4 separate regions of the Mus musculus genome follow, and regions 2, 3 and 4 are each linked to region 1. A link is a contact called in public HiChIP or PLAC-seq data. All regions are on one chromosome and are shown on one strand. The core of a region is the stretch at or near the end of the contact, and the rest is flanking DNA. Distances in the headings are between cores, read along the strand shown.

Region 1 (2,811 bases), core at 99-2,598:
TTGAAGACAAGGCTGCTGTGTGGATTTACAGGCTGCTCCTTAGCTTCCTGTCCTAGCTATATCCATCAGCATTCTCTGCCAGCTTTAGCATCCTCTGTGGACCAGGGTCAGAATTAAAATCCTTACTTGGAGTGCAAAGACGGTATGATTTTTTTTTTTCTCCTTCTATCTTTCCTTGTCTGCTGCTCTTAATTTTAGTTATTTTGTAAAGAAGAATTTGATATTCCAGTGAGGGTCATTCTGTTTAGGATGGATGTCATTATCACATGCCATCTAGCCCACCTGAGGGGTCTCATGTCACTCAGAACAAAAGCAAAGTGTTTCAGGATGGCTCTAGCCTTGGTGTGCTCCTGACCCCTTCCCTGTCTTTAACCTCCCCACCTGCCATTTCCATCAGTCACTCTAGCTACACTGGCTTCCCTTAGGTTCACATGCCCGGCAGGCTCCTACCCAAGTGCCATTGTACCATGAGTGATATCCAAATCCCCCTCAGTTGGTGATTCCTGCTTCTTACCTCCCCATGTTCCTGTAGTAGGGGAAGTGTTCTTTGGCATGGAGATCTGCATGGCCACACACCAGTTGCTGCACCCTCACCTGGGACAACGTTGTATACATAGGTTCCATGACCCTGTTCTCAGAGAGTGGGGCTGGGTCCAGTAAACCGGGGTGACAGACAGTGTAGTGGCACTGGTGCATTTTCTATTTAAGGACAACTGTGGCATGTCCTACAAATACTACTGACCCCTCCTCATAACTGGGAGGGCTAGTTTACCGGCTTGTTTTAGAGATGACAAAACCATATAGTTGGGAGGTCTAGAGCATGAACTTGGAATGTACATTTCTGATAACTCCCCAGGTGACAGCTCTAGAAGCAGGGCTCTGGGCACTGTAGGGTCTGCAGTATAGGTGGACTGTCACACCCACCAGCACTGCGGTCCCTGGTTAGTGTTCTCTTTGCAGCACTGCCATATCAACACTAACAGCAGCATGGGGGAGGAGGGTGCAAGGCTTGCAATACCAGGTGGCCTACAAGCCTTGGCACCATCAGAGGCTGGCTTTGCTACTGTGTGTGACTTTTCTCTGTTGGGCGAAAAAACCCCACCACAACATAGTTTTCAATGCCAAAGAGCAAGGCAGGCAGAGGTACAAAATGCCCTGGAGGTGCAAAGAAATTGAAAAATTCTATTTCAGATGAAAGAAATCTCAGAGAACATGGAGCAGGGCTGCTGGAGTTGGGTCCTAGTCAGATAAGGCTCATGTGGAATTGGTGGGTGTGAGAGGGGAGCCCATAACGAAACACCCAGCTCTTGCCTTGCTTAAAGATCTTGAAATTCAATTAGCAAATAAAACAAAGCTGAGGTCACACGAAACACGACAAGGGTCAGGGGCTGACTCATGCTGCCAGTCTGCAGCCACTGATCCCCATCCAACCATCTCATTTTATTAAAGGGGAAAATAAGGTCAGGGAGTCAGTTGGTGGTAAAGGCAAGGCTCGGTTCCAAGCCTCGGGCTCTCTGACCTCACTGCATTGGCTTTGGAGAATATAACCAATGAGGATTGCTTTGGGTTTAGTTTTAAATTAAGATTACAATAAAAACAGAAATCAGATCTGATAGGACACATGGTGGTTAAAATTAGCATCCCCCCTCCCCACAAGTGGAAAACCCTCCTGTACTGCGATCAACATTGAAACACCAGCCAGTCAAACAGGGAGTCAGATCAGGCCAGCAGCAGGAAAGCCATGTTCAAGAAACAGGCCTGTGGAGAGGGACTGTGTTAACAGAGAGCTTCGGTAGGTGGTTTTCTGTCCAGCCCAACTGAAGTACTTTGAGTAGGAGCAGTTCTGAGACTGACTAGGGATGAGCGCCATCTTGTCTTTTTGGCTCATGGTGTCCGCAGTGCAATTGCCTGCACTGGACACGAACAGTTGGATACCACTACACCCCAGTCCTCAGCCAAGCCCTGCCTCAGGAATTTAGCTATTCAGCCCCATTTCTGCAGTGAATTTCTCTTGTCTACATGTCCATGTGTTTATCATGGAACAAAGACTCAGAGGGCAGAATGTTCTTGAGTCCTAAGTAGGGGACTTCACAGGTCATGTTGTGGTCACCACATGTGTCGCGCTGTGTGCCAAGTGTGGGCTCAGTAAATAGATGCTGAGTAACATTACTGACCTTCAAGTAACAGAATTCTCCACTAGTCAAATCCCCCGGTGTTTAAGCCAAATTCTTCCTCAGCTGGACTCAAGTTTATTCCAGTGTGACACTACGAGCAGCTGTGTGGCCTTGGGGCAGCCACTTCACCTCCTAAAACCTTAGTCCGATGGAGGGGAGAATGGAGTGCTTCCATTGCAAGGAAGAACCAGCTTACAGTCGCTTCCGAGAAAGTCTCCCCTTTGAGAGACCTTTCTGCTCTAGGTCACCTGACACATTGTCAGTGGTTACTGTTCGCCCCTTGTTGCTCTCCCAGGTGAAAATCCTGGAAGTCCAAATCCCTAGTGTGGTGCTCACTAGTCTCCACAGTCACCTGTTTATTGGCCTGTCTGTTTCCTCACCTGCTGTTCTCCTCAATGTTCTTGGCAAGCAAGGCTTTAAGCTTCATGATCCCCTCCTTCCATTCCCCACCCATTGTCTTGGTCCACTTAAACCTGTTCCTCTTACTATCATTGACTAGCTTGGTTACTCGTCCTCTAATTCTCCCCAACCCCCCTTTGTCTGGACCACAGAGCCATGCTCTAGAACCCTTGAAACTACCTTCTCTGTAGCTTGGTTGCCCTCACAGCCGTAAAAGGAAAATCAGCCTTATTTCTCC
Region 2 (2,757 bases), core at 93-2,592, 200 kb before region 1:
AGCACTCTGCCATGTGTGGTGATGTATGCCAATAATCCATCACTAGGGCAGTTAAAGTGGGAAGATGGTGAGTCCCAGGCCACCCTGGCTATAGCAAGACCCTGTCTCAGAAAGAAGCCAGAATTCAACTTTCTGATTTACATAGGGTTAGGCAAGGCTCTGCTGACCCTGAGGCCTCTCTGTAATTGGAGTACAGAAGCAGCCACAGGTAGTTTGCACAAAGATGAGGACAGATATGGATCCTGAAACTATTTACAAAAAGCAGAAGCCAGACTTGGCCCTTAGGCCACACCAATCCCTGTACTATTCCATTAGAGGAGTGGTCTTTAAAATGCCTGAGAGATGGGTTCTTAGCTTTTGAGGAACTGGAGTTACCTTTGTGACTCTACTGACACCCAGGGCTCCTGCAGACACTGGCAATTTACAGTTATCTTAGGAGGGTCTTAGTCTGCTGCCATAGTTGATGGACTCTGCACTACGGTACTGAAGAAGGAATGGAGCTGAGGGAGAAACAAGGTTCTGAGGTGGCATGAGAACAAAAGACTATTATGGTGACTTTGTCTTTTCTTCTCTCCCTTCTCTCCGTATCTGTCTATCTCTATCTCCCTGTCCACCACCACTACCAGTCTGAGTGTGTGTGTGTGTGTGTGTGTGTGTACACAGAGAGAGACATACCTATAGCCCTGGTACTTGTTCTGTATGTAGATCAGACTGGCCTTGAACTCACATAAATCCACCTGCCTCTGTCTCCCAAGTACTGGGATTAAAAGCATTCACCACAATACTGGGCCTTTTCTTATCTTCATGTGTTCCCTATATGTGTTATTTTTATGAACATCTAAGGTGATGAAGCTAATAGCAAGAGAAAGGCTGTGTATATATAAAATGAAGAGTCTTTGATTTATAAGACAAAAAAAAAAACCTTGAAAAGTTTATATTCTCATCCACTGAGAGATAAGGGAAGACATAGTAATTAAATGAAGGTTACACTTGGTCTCAGTGTCCTTGTTAAGAGGAAAGTGAGTGACGGGGGGGGGGGGGTTGGAGGGAGCAGAGCTGGAGCAAAAGGGAGAGGGAAGGGGGAAAAAGAGGAAAGTGAACTGTCTAGAAATGAGTGTCCTTGGACTTCACCCTGTGTAAGTTGACAGTTTTCCTGCCCCACCCCCACCCCATCACTGCCCATTATATCCAGTTAGTCTAACTAGAACAGGACTCAAGTGGGAGTTGAATAGAACAGCTAGCCATGTAGTAGGGCTTTTGTTCATGAAGCCATCAGTTAGGGCTCAGGAAGCTACACATCTGCCGAGGAGGAAACAGCAGCCTATTTTAACTCTATATAAAGACTCCTGAGTGGCTGTGGTTAGGTCAAGTATTGCCCAACAAGTCAATAACAGCTAAGTTAGCACCAGGCATAGTGGTGCACACTATAATCCAAGTCCCAGAGAGACAAAGGGGCTACAGTGCAAGATTGTCTCGAAACAAAACAATTTCTCTCTATGTCTCTTCATATTCTTTACTTTCCTGGGCCTTTTCAGCAAAACCAGACACTAGACTGGTCAGATGGGCTGCAGCCTGATGTTTCTTCTCTTTTCCATTTAACAGATAACACCACTAGTCTGACTGATGAACACCTGAACCCTATCAGGGAAAACCTGGGAAGGCAGTGGAAAAACTGTGCCCGCAAGCTGGGCTTCACTGAGTCTCAGATCGATGAAATCGACCATGACTATGAAAGAGATGGACTGAAAGAGAAAGTTTACCAAATGCTTCAGAAGTGGCTGATGCGGGAAGGCACCAAAGGGGCCACAGTGGGAAAGTTGGCCCAGGCACTTCACCAATGTTGCAGGATAGACCTGCTGAACCACTTGATTCGTGCCAGCCAGAGCTAAGCCTGGGCAGGCTCTGGCAGTGGGAAGCAAACTATTTGTCTGGTGCACAAACCCCGTTTGCCCACTAGCCTTCAGAACTCTATCTCAGCATGAGCTCTGCATTTGAGCACACAGGGTCATGCAGTTTGGAACTGGTGGATGGGAAGAGAAATCTGAAGCCCACAGTGATTCTTCAGAACATGCAAGCATAAAGACCGCTGAATGAATGGTCGGTCCATGACCAGTAGGAGGAAAAAAATTAAAAATACAGTGTATTGAGTTTTCAAAGGGAGAGAAGATGTTGGGGGAAGGTGGCCTTCGTTCAGCTTGTGTCATAGTCATCACTTAGGTTATTTGCTCAGTTTCCTGTGGTTTCATTGGGTAAGGGGAAAACAAACAAAAAACATTCAAAGAATGTAAAATCAGCTAGCTTCCCGCTTCATGGACTGTGAGTCAGAAAAGTTCTGCTCAAATGCCTTCTATGAGCCACGGCTCTTCTAAAAACTATAGGATCTGTTAACTTGAGCATCCAATGCTGTACTGTCACCTTAAGCTTTAAGAATCATGTGTAATTCTAGTCTATCAAATTATCAATTAGTGAGAGATTTTTAAGGAGTGCTAAGGAGAAAAAGGTGCAGGGCAGAGAGAGATCTTCAGGTACTGGCTGTCATTGCAGCTCAGGTACTGGCTGTCATTGCAGAGCTGCTGCTGGTTCTGGCTGCTGTAAAAAGTCTACTTTTAAGTTTCTAAAGTTTCTCTACCATTCTGGCGCTTCATGCAGTTTCCCACCCTGTGAGCCCCACAGAGGGAACAGATGTGCAGGAAACACTGATCGGGAAATACCATCTCCTCCTCTCTGGATATGACTGGTGCCTTAGCACTGTTCCCT
Region 3 (3,158 bases), core at 351-2,850, 230 kb after region 1:
TTGTTCCTCCTTCTAAGAAGAACCAAAGCACTCACACTTTGATCTTCCTTCTCCTTGAGCGTCACGTGATCTGGAATAACAAAAAACCCAGGATAGCAAAAACTATTCTCAACAATAAAAGAACTGCTGGGGGAATCACCATCCCTTGACCTCAAGCTGTACTACAGAGCAGTTGTGATAAAAACTGCATGGTATTGGAACAGACACAGGCAGGTAGGTAAACGGAATAGAACTGAAGACCCAGAAATGAATCCACACACCTATGCTCCCTTGATCTTTGACAAAGGAGCTAAAACCATCTAGTGGAAAAAAAGATAGCATTTTCAAGAAATAGTGTTCCTTCAACTGGTGGTCAGCATATAGAAGAATGCAAATTGATCCATTCTTATCTCCTTGCACAAAGCTCCAGTCCAAGTAGATCAAGGACCTCCACATGAATCCTGATACACTGAAACTAATAGAAGTGAAAGTGGGGAAGAGCCTCGAACACATGGGCACAGGGGAAAATTTCCTAAACAGAATACCAATGGTTTGTGCTCTCAGATCAAGAATCGACAAATGGGACCTCATAAAATTGCAAAGCTTTTATAAGGCAAAAGACACTGTCAATAGGACAAAATGGCAACCAATAGTTTTGGAAAAGATCTTTACCAACCCTACATCTGATAGAAGGCCAATATCGAATATATACAAAGAACTCAAGAAGTTAGACTCCAGAGAACCAAATAACCCTATTAAAAATGAGGTACAGAGCTAAACAAAGGATTCTCAACTGAGGAATACCAAATGGCTGAAAAGCACCTAAAGAAATGTTCACCATCCTTAGTCATAGGAAATGCAAATCAAAACAACCCTGAGATTCCACCTCACACCAGTCAGAATGGCTAATACCAAAAACGCAGGTGACAGCAGATGCTGGTGAGGATGTGGAGAAAGGTTGGTGGGATTGCAAGCTGTTACAACCACTCTGGAAATCAGTTCGGCAGTTCCTCAGAAAATTGGACATAGTATTACCTGAGGACACAAGTATACCACTCCAGGGCATATACCCAAAAGGTGCTCCAACATATAACAAGGACACACACTCCACTATGTTCATAGCAACCTTATTTATAGTAGCCAGAAGCTGGAAAGAACCCAGATGTCCTTCAACAGAGGAATGAATACATAAAATGTGGTACATTTACACAATGGTATACGACTCAGCTATTAAAAACAATGAATTCATAAAATTCTTAGGCAAATGGATGGAACTAGAAAATATCATCCTGAGTGAGGTAAAAGTCACAAAAGAACACATATGGTATGTACTCATTGTTAAGAGGATGTTAGCCGAAAATAGTCTTCTAAAAGGTGCTTCTTCCTGACCTCCTAACCTCCTGTGGTTGTTGCTCAGAACTAAAACAATTAATTCCCTGAGGCTGCCAAGAAGTGGCTGCTGCCTCTGGATCAGGAGACCAGAGCCACTTCTGTGACAGTATGTAGGAAATAAGTGCCATGGTTGCTTAACAAAGGTCACCTGTCCTCAGGGAGCTTATCTCCACAGTGGGAGAGCACATTCCTGAAAGTCCAGTGATATCTGGGCTGCTGGCTACCTGAGGGGAGTGAATCAGTCTGTGGCCAGCCGGCAGGATTCTGGAGCCATTCTGAAGAGCTCTCTGATTCTGTAAGATAAACAGAATCAGAGTCCTGGGAGTCACAATGGGAGTGGCACAGGAGGGTTGTGATCAGTGCATAGGCGCAGAGAGCAGAACAGACAGCCGTGTCCATTCATGCTATCTGACCACACCCCAGTTTCCTCATCTACGAGGCTGAAAGGGTTTGAGTCCCTTTACCACTATGCTGCCATGAGAATCAAGCGGGAAGTATACCTAAAGAGCTTACAACAGTGCCTAGAACACAGCAATGTGCTGAATGTGAGGGTTCCCGCAGTCCAGCACAGGGTGTTAATTCCTCATGATCTGTGAAGTCAAGTATTATATGTACAACTGCATTTTACAGGGGACCAAAAAAAAAAAAAAACCAGAAAGAAAGAAAGAAAGAAAGAAAGAAAGAAAGAAAGAAAGAAAGAAAGAAAGAAAGAAAGAAAGAAAGAAAGAAAATGGATTTGGAAGGAACTCCCACGGTCACACAATAATGGGTGGAAGGCAATCAATTTAAATCTGATGGGCTCTGGAAGTAAGATCTGTCATGGAGGTAACACCAAGCAACAGCATTCTTAGGAAGATGGACTGACCTGTGTGATTGACATCTATGTGCCTCTGCTGACGACTCCCATCCCCAAGGGTGAGAATGTGTCTGTTTAGCTCATCAGTGCCCCCCACCCCCGCAATATCCAGTACAATACACACCAGGTATGCAAAGAGCAAGTAAGTGAGCTACCAAAGGGATGCTCATTTGACCTAAGTTCTGTCAGTCACACAGGGCATATGAGTGCCTTGATTACCAGGAAGAATGAGGGAAACTGATAGCTGAAGCTAGGCTAACCTGGAATCTGACCGTTAGGCTTTTGATCCCCCCACCCATCTTGAGCTGAATTCTTGAGGAATAGGAGCCAATTTAACGCAGGGGATTCTGAGAGAAAGAGGAGCACTAGGCCCTGTTAGATTGTTCTGTTATTTTCTCTTGAGCTGAGGCAGGAGAATGTGAATTTTGAGAAGCCTAAACTACTCCCTTCTTGTACCTGAATCTTGTTGCTATCACTCTAATGGGTCACCCTGTCACACACGAGGTCGTGGAGCTATAACAACTCCCACTGGGCACTGCCTTCTAGATTGTCCTTGTCCTTTGCTCCTCTGGTCTGTGCCAGAACAGTCTGGTCAGTGTCATGTTGTTTCAGACAGTGTCTTGTAGCCTAAGATGCAGTATTTGCTGAGTCAGCCAGTTCTCTCTGCACCGTGCTATGCAACAAACACAGTCCTAGCATGCCATTCTTGGCTCTGTATGTTTCATCGCATGGCAACTGTCATGGACGCCACTACCCTGCACACAGATGTCTGCTGAAATGGCCTCCCTGCTGTCAACCTGCTATTCCAACTTGAGGAATTCTGGCAGCTTTCACTCCTCTGCCCTTACTTCCCACAAACCACTGCAGTGGACAGGGCACAGCGAGACTTTTCCATTTCCAGATGAGGAAAACACAGAAAGATGCAGGCATG
Region 4 (2,806 bases), core at 60-2,559, 170 kb after region 1:
TTTGTGGATGACTGAATAAAATGCTATCATGTACGTATACCAATGCTCTTTATCCATTCACCTGTGGGTGGGTCTCCAGGCTGCTTCTGTAATTCGCTTTTGTGCATGATGCTGCAATGAACATGAATGGATCTTTATGGTTCGCCAACTCAAGATTCCCTTAGGTACATAGCCAGTGGGTAGCCACTGCTAAAGTGGGTTCACATGGTAGTTCTACTTTTAGGTTTTTTTTTTTGTTAGAGTCATACTAATTTCTATAGTGGCTGCCCTAATTTACAGAGCATAGCGTTCATCAAACCCTATATCCTTACCACCATTTGTTGCAGTTTGCTTTCTTGATGATTTATCTTTCTGTCACAGTGAGTTGTAACCTCAACATAGTATCAGTCTGTGTTTCCCTGATGGCTAAAGGGGTTGAACATTTTTCAGTTATTTACTGGCCATTTCTATTTCTATTTTTTTTAATAGGAACTGGTTTCACACTTAAAAAAAACAATGGTACTTGATGTTTCTTCCCACACAGGTCTACAGGTCTTAGGGTGACAAGGCATGGGTAAGAACCTAAATGACTTCTGGGGAAAAAGGAAAAGGGGGGAATGCACTGAGCCAGCTTAAGCTCGAAAGTCACCAAGCTCCTGGTCCAGCCAGGGGGAGCACTGGGCTCATGTTGGGCTCCATGAGTGAGTCAGCAGAGGTTGGTAAGTGGGCCTGGTAGGTCCTCAATCTGCGACTGAGTGAGAATATTGATTGCTCCAGTGCAAATGTGAGGGGATTGGTGGAGGGAAGAGACATACCGAGCAGAGGCAGAGGCAGAGGCATGAGGTGTCTGGCTTTTATATCCCTTCTCAGGAGTCTGCTGATGAGAGTGAAGCTAGTTCTTGTTCCTTATAGAAACCTGAGTCACTGTTATTGCTTTTGAAATAGGCTGGAGGTGAGCCAGCATGGGAGGGACAGGCAGGATGAGGAGGTGTGGAGCTGGTGACAGGCTGTGAGCATCAGTCAGCAGCTGTGGCATTTGCTTCTTTCTGAGCTGGACAGTGTTTATGAGCAGCCACAGTGTCCCCTGCAGAGAAAGTGCCTGAGCCAGACAGCTATGGATAACACCTTGGTTTATTTTATACCAGCCGGTCCCACTGTCCAAGGAGGGAATTATTATTTTGCCAAAAAGAGCATAACTTAGAAGCTGGAAGCACCAAGTACCTTCTAGACAGAAGGAAAGGATTCTGTTTGTTGTTCTGAGACAGGGTCAGCTCATCTAAGGAGAATGCTGGCCTCTCCTCCTCGGCTATGTCTGGAATTAATCAGGGCTAGACTGCTGGGTTCCAAAGAGAAATGAGACATGCAGTCCTTGAATACTGAGCATCACAGATCCAAGTTGCTATGGGATTCTAGAGAAAGAGAGGTCTGGATAGGTCCACGTTCATACAGCATGAGATTGTTAACAACCAAGGATTGAGTTCAGCAAATATTTATGAACTGGCAGCTCTTGTTAATGTCTGTGACTGTGAATAAGTCTAAGACTGTGATATATTTATGTCTCCCTCACCCCCACTACCCTTCATTCCTCTCCCTTCTTTATCCCTACCCTTCATTATTTCTCCTTTCTCTTGATTTTGATGGTTGGCAGGAAGGAAGTTCCTATCATAATTGCTTAGTTGAATAATCTCATAAGAAATCATAATCTTCGAAAGAACAAACAATCTTACGTCCAAGTTTTATCTATTTTATAAAAGAACAAAACCTAAGGCTGTTAAGCCTTAAGTAAATGTTTCAAAGAAGATTGTTTCTCTGAAGATATCATTATCTTCAGCTATTTTTCTGAGCTAACATTAGTAGGTTGGAATTTTACTTCTGCATGCACACACGTCTCAGTGTGACTTGAGTTTAGAACCTGTCAAGGTCTCCTTTCAAAGGAAGGTGACATTCTCAAGCTGCCTCCATTTCCCCTCTTTTTCCTCCCAGTTTTAGTGAGTAACATTATTACTGTGGCTGCTGACTGTGTCCCCATGCTCCAACATGTTTAAGGTTTAGCCTCTTTTACATGTGTTTGGAAAGAGTCATTACAGAAAGGTTCAATTAAGACCAGGTTAAGCCAGAAAACAGTGGGCCCTCAGCCAGTCCCTGAAGATCTCGGGAGTTGAAGAAAACTGTAACCAAACACCTGACCAAAAGCAGTTTAAGGGATAAAGAATTTATTTTGGCTCATAGTTCAAAGGAATACAGTCCATGAGGGAGGGGTGGGGGGTTGGGGAAGGGACAATAGCAAGAGATGCTAGTTCGTGTCAGAGAAAGGAGAATGCCAACTCTCTAACATAGTGGTTCTCAACCTTCCTGATGCTGTAACCCTTTAATGCAGTTCTCCATGTTGTAGTGAACCCCAAGCATGAAATTATTTTTGTTGCTATTTATAACTGTCACTTTGTTACTGTTATCAATTGTCATGTAAATATATGATATGCAACCCTGTGAAAAGGTCATTTGACCCCCAAAGAGGTCATAACCCATAGATTGAGGAGCAGCGTCCTGATGGCTTTTCTTTTTTCCTCTTTTCATTTTGTCTGGGACCTAGAAAAGAGTGTGAGATTCACCTAATCGGAAGCCTAACTAGGGAAGCTGGTGGATAATTATAGTCTAAAACCAAGGGCAGAAGAAGACCCATGTTCCGCTCAAGTTGCTGGAGAGAGAGAGAGAGAGAGAGAGGGAGGGGGAGAGAGAGAGAGAGAGAGAGAATTCTATCTCTCTGCCTTTTTATTTTCTTTGGTTCCTAGGCCAGTTGGATGTTACCAGTCAACATGGCTGGGGGTGG

What was found. HiChIP or PLAC-seq counts read pairs in DNA pulled down with a chosen protein or histone mark.
Region 2: a FOXA1 HiChIP or PLAC-seq map of pancreatic cancer cells shows a contact between it and region 1. The contact joins two enhancer-like sites. A contact is called at or near these places in 1 of 484 Hi-C or Micro-C datasets (myocytes) and 3 of 115 datasets of contacts at active chromatin or transcription factors (embryonic stem cells and pancreatic cancer cells).
Region 3: a FOXA1 HiChIP or PLAC-seq map of pancreatic cancer cells shows a contact between it and region 1. The contact joins two enhancer-like sites. A contact is called at or near these places in 4 of 115 datasets of contacts at active chromatin or transcription factors (double positive thymocytes, embryonic stem cells and pancreatic cancer cells).
Region 4: a FOXA1 HiChIP or PLAC-seq map of pancreatic cancer cells shows a contact between it and region 1. The contact joins two enhancer-like sites. A contact is called at or near these places in 1 of 484 Hi-C or Micro-C datasets (the N1E-115 cell line) and 2 of 115 datasets of contacts at active chromatin or transcription factors (embryonic stem cells and pancreatic cancer cells).

The regions. Positions count from the first base shown.
Region 1 is chr13:34,233,208-34,236,018 of GRCm38.p6, forward strand. All of the region lies in intron 3 of Slc22a23 (solute carrier family 22, member 23), which reads right to left. Among named protein-coding and RNA genes, the nearest start is that of Gm52037, 37 kb to the left of the region's middle. Within about 2 kb of position 1,349, at least 30 of the 459 cell types and tissues checked have an H3K27ac peak or open chromatin away from gene starts, as enhancers often do. A contact at or near this core is called in pancreatic cancer cells, where this site is marked.
Region 2 is chr13:34,030,894-34,033,650 of GRCm38.p6, forward strand. It overlaps Ripk1 (receptor (TNFRSF)-interacting serine-threonine kinase 1), which reads left to right. Exons shown (of 11, transcript NM_001359997.1): 11 at 1,603-2,757. The coding sequence ends at 1,889. Among named protein-coding and RNA genes, the nearest start is that of Bphl, 5.4 kb to the right of the region's middle. Within about 2 kb of position 1,343, at least 26 of the 459 cell types and tissues checked have an H3K27ac peak or open chromatin away from gene starts, as enhancers often do. A contact at or near this core is called in pancreatic cancer cells, where this site is marked.
Region 3 is chr13:34,459,526-34,462,683 of GRCm38.p6, forward strand. Gm40908 (a long non-coding RNA gene) reads right to left here. Exons shown (of 3, transcript XR_873224.1): 3 at 32-70. Among named protein-coding and RNA genes, the nearest start is that of Gm40908, 21 kb to the right of the region's middle. Within about 2 kb of position 1,601, at least 40 of the 459 cell types and tissues checked have an H3K27ac peak or open chromatin away from gene starts, as enhancers often do. A contact at or near this core is called in pancreatic cancer cells, where this site is marked.
Region 4 is chr13:34,407,527-34,410,332 of GRCm38.p6, forward strand. No RefSeq gene overlaps it. Among named protein-coding and RNA genes, the nearest start is that of Slc22a23, 64 kb to the left of the region's middle. Within about 2 kb of position 1,310, at least 76 of the 459 cell types and tissues checked have an H3K27ac peak or open chromatin away from gene starts, as enhancers often do. A contact at or near this core is called in pancreatic cancer cells, where this site is marked.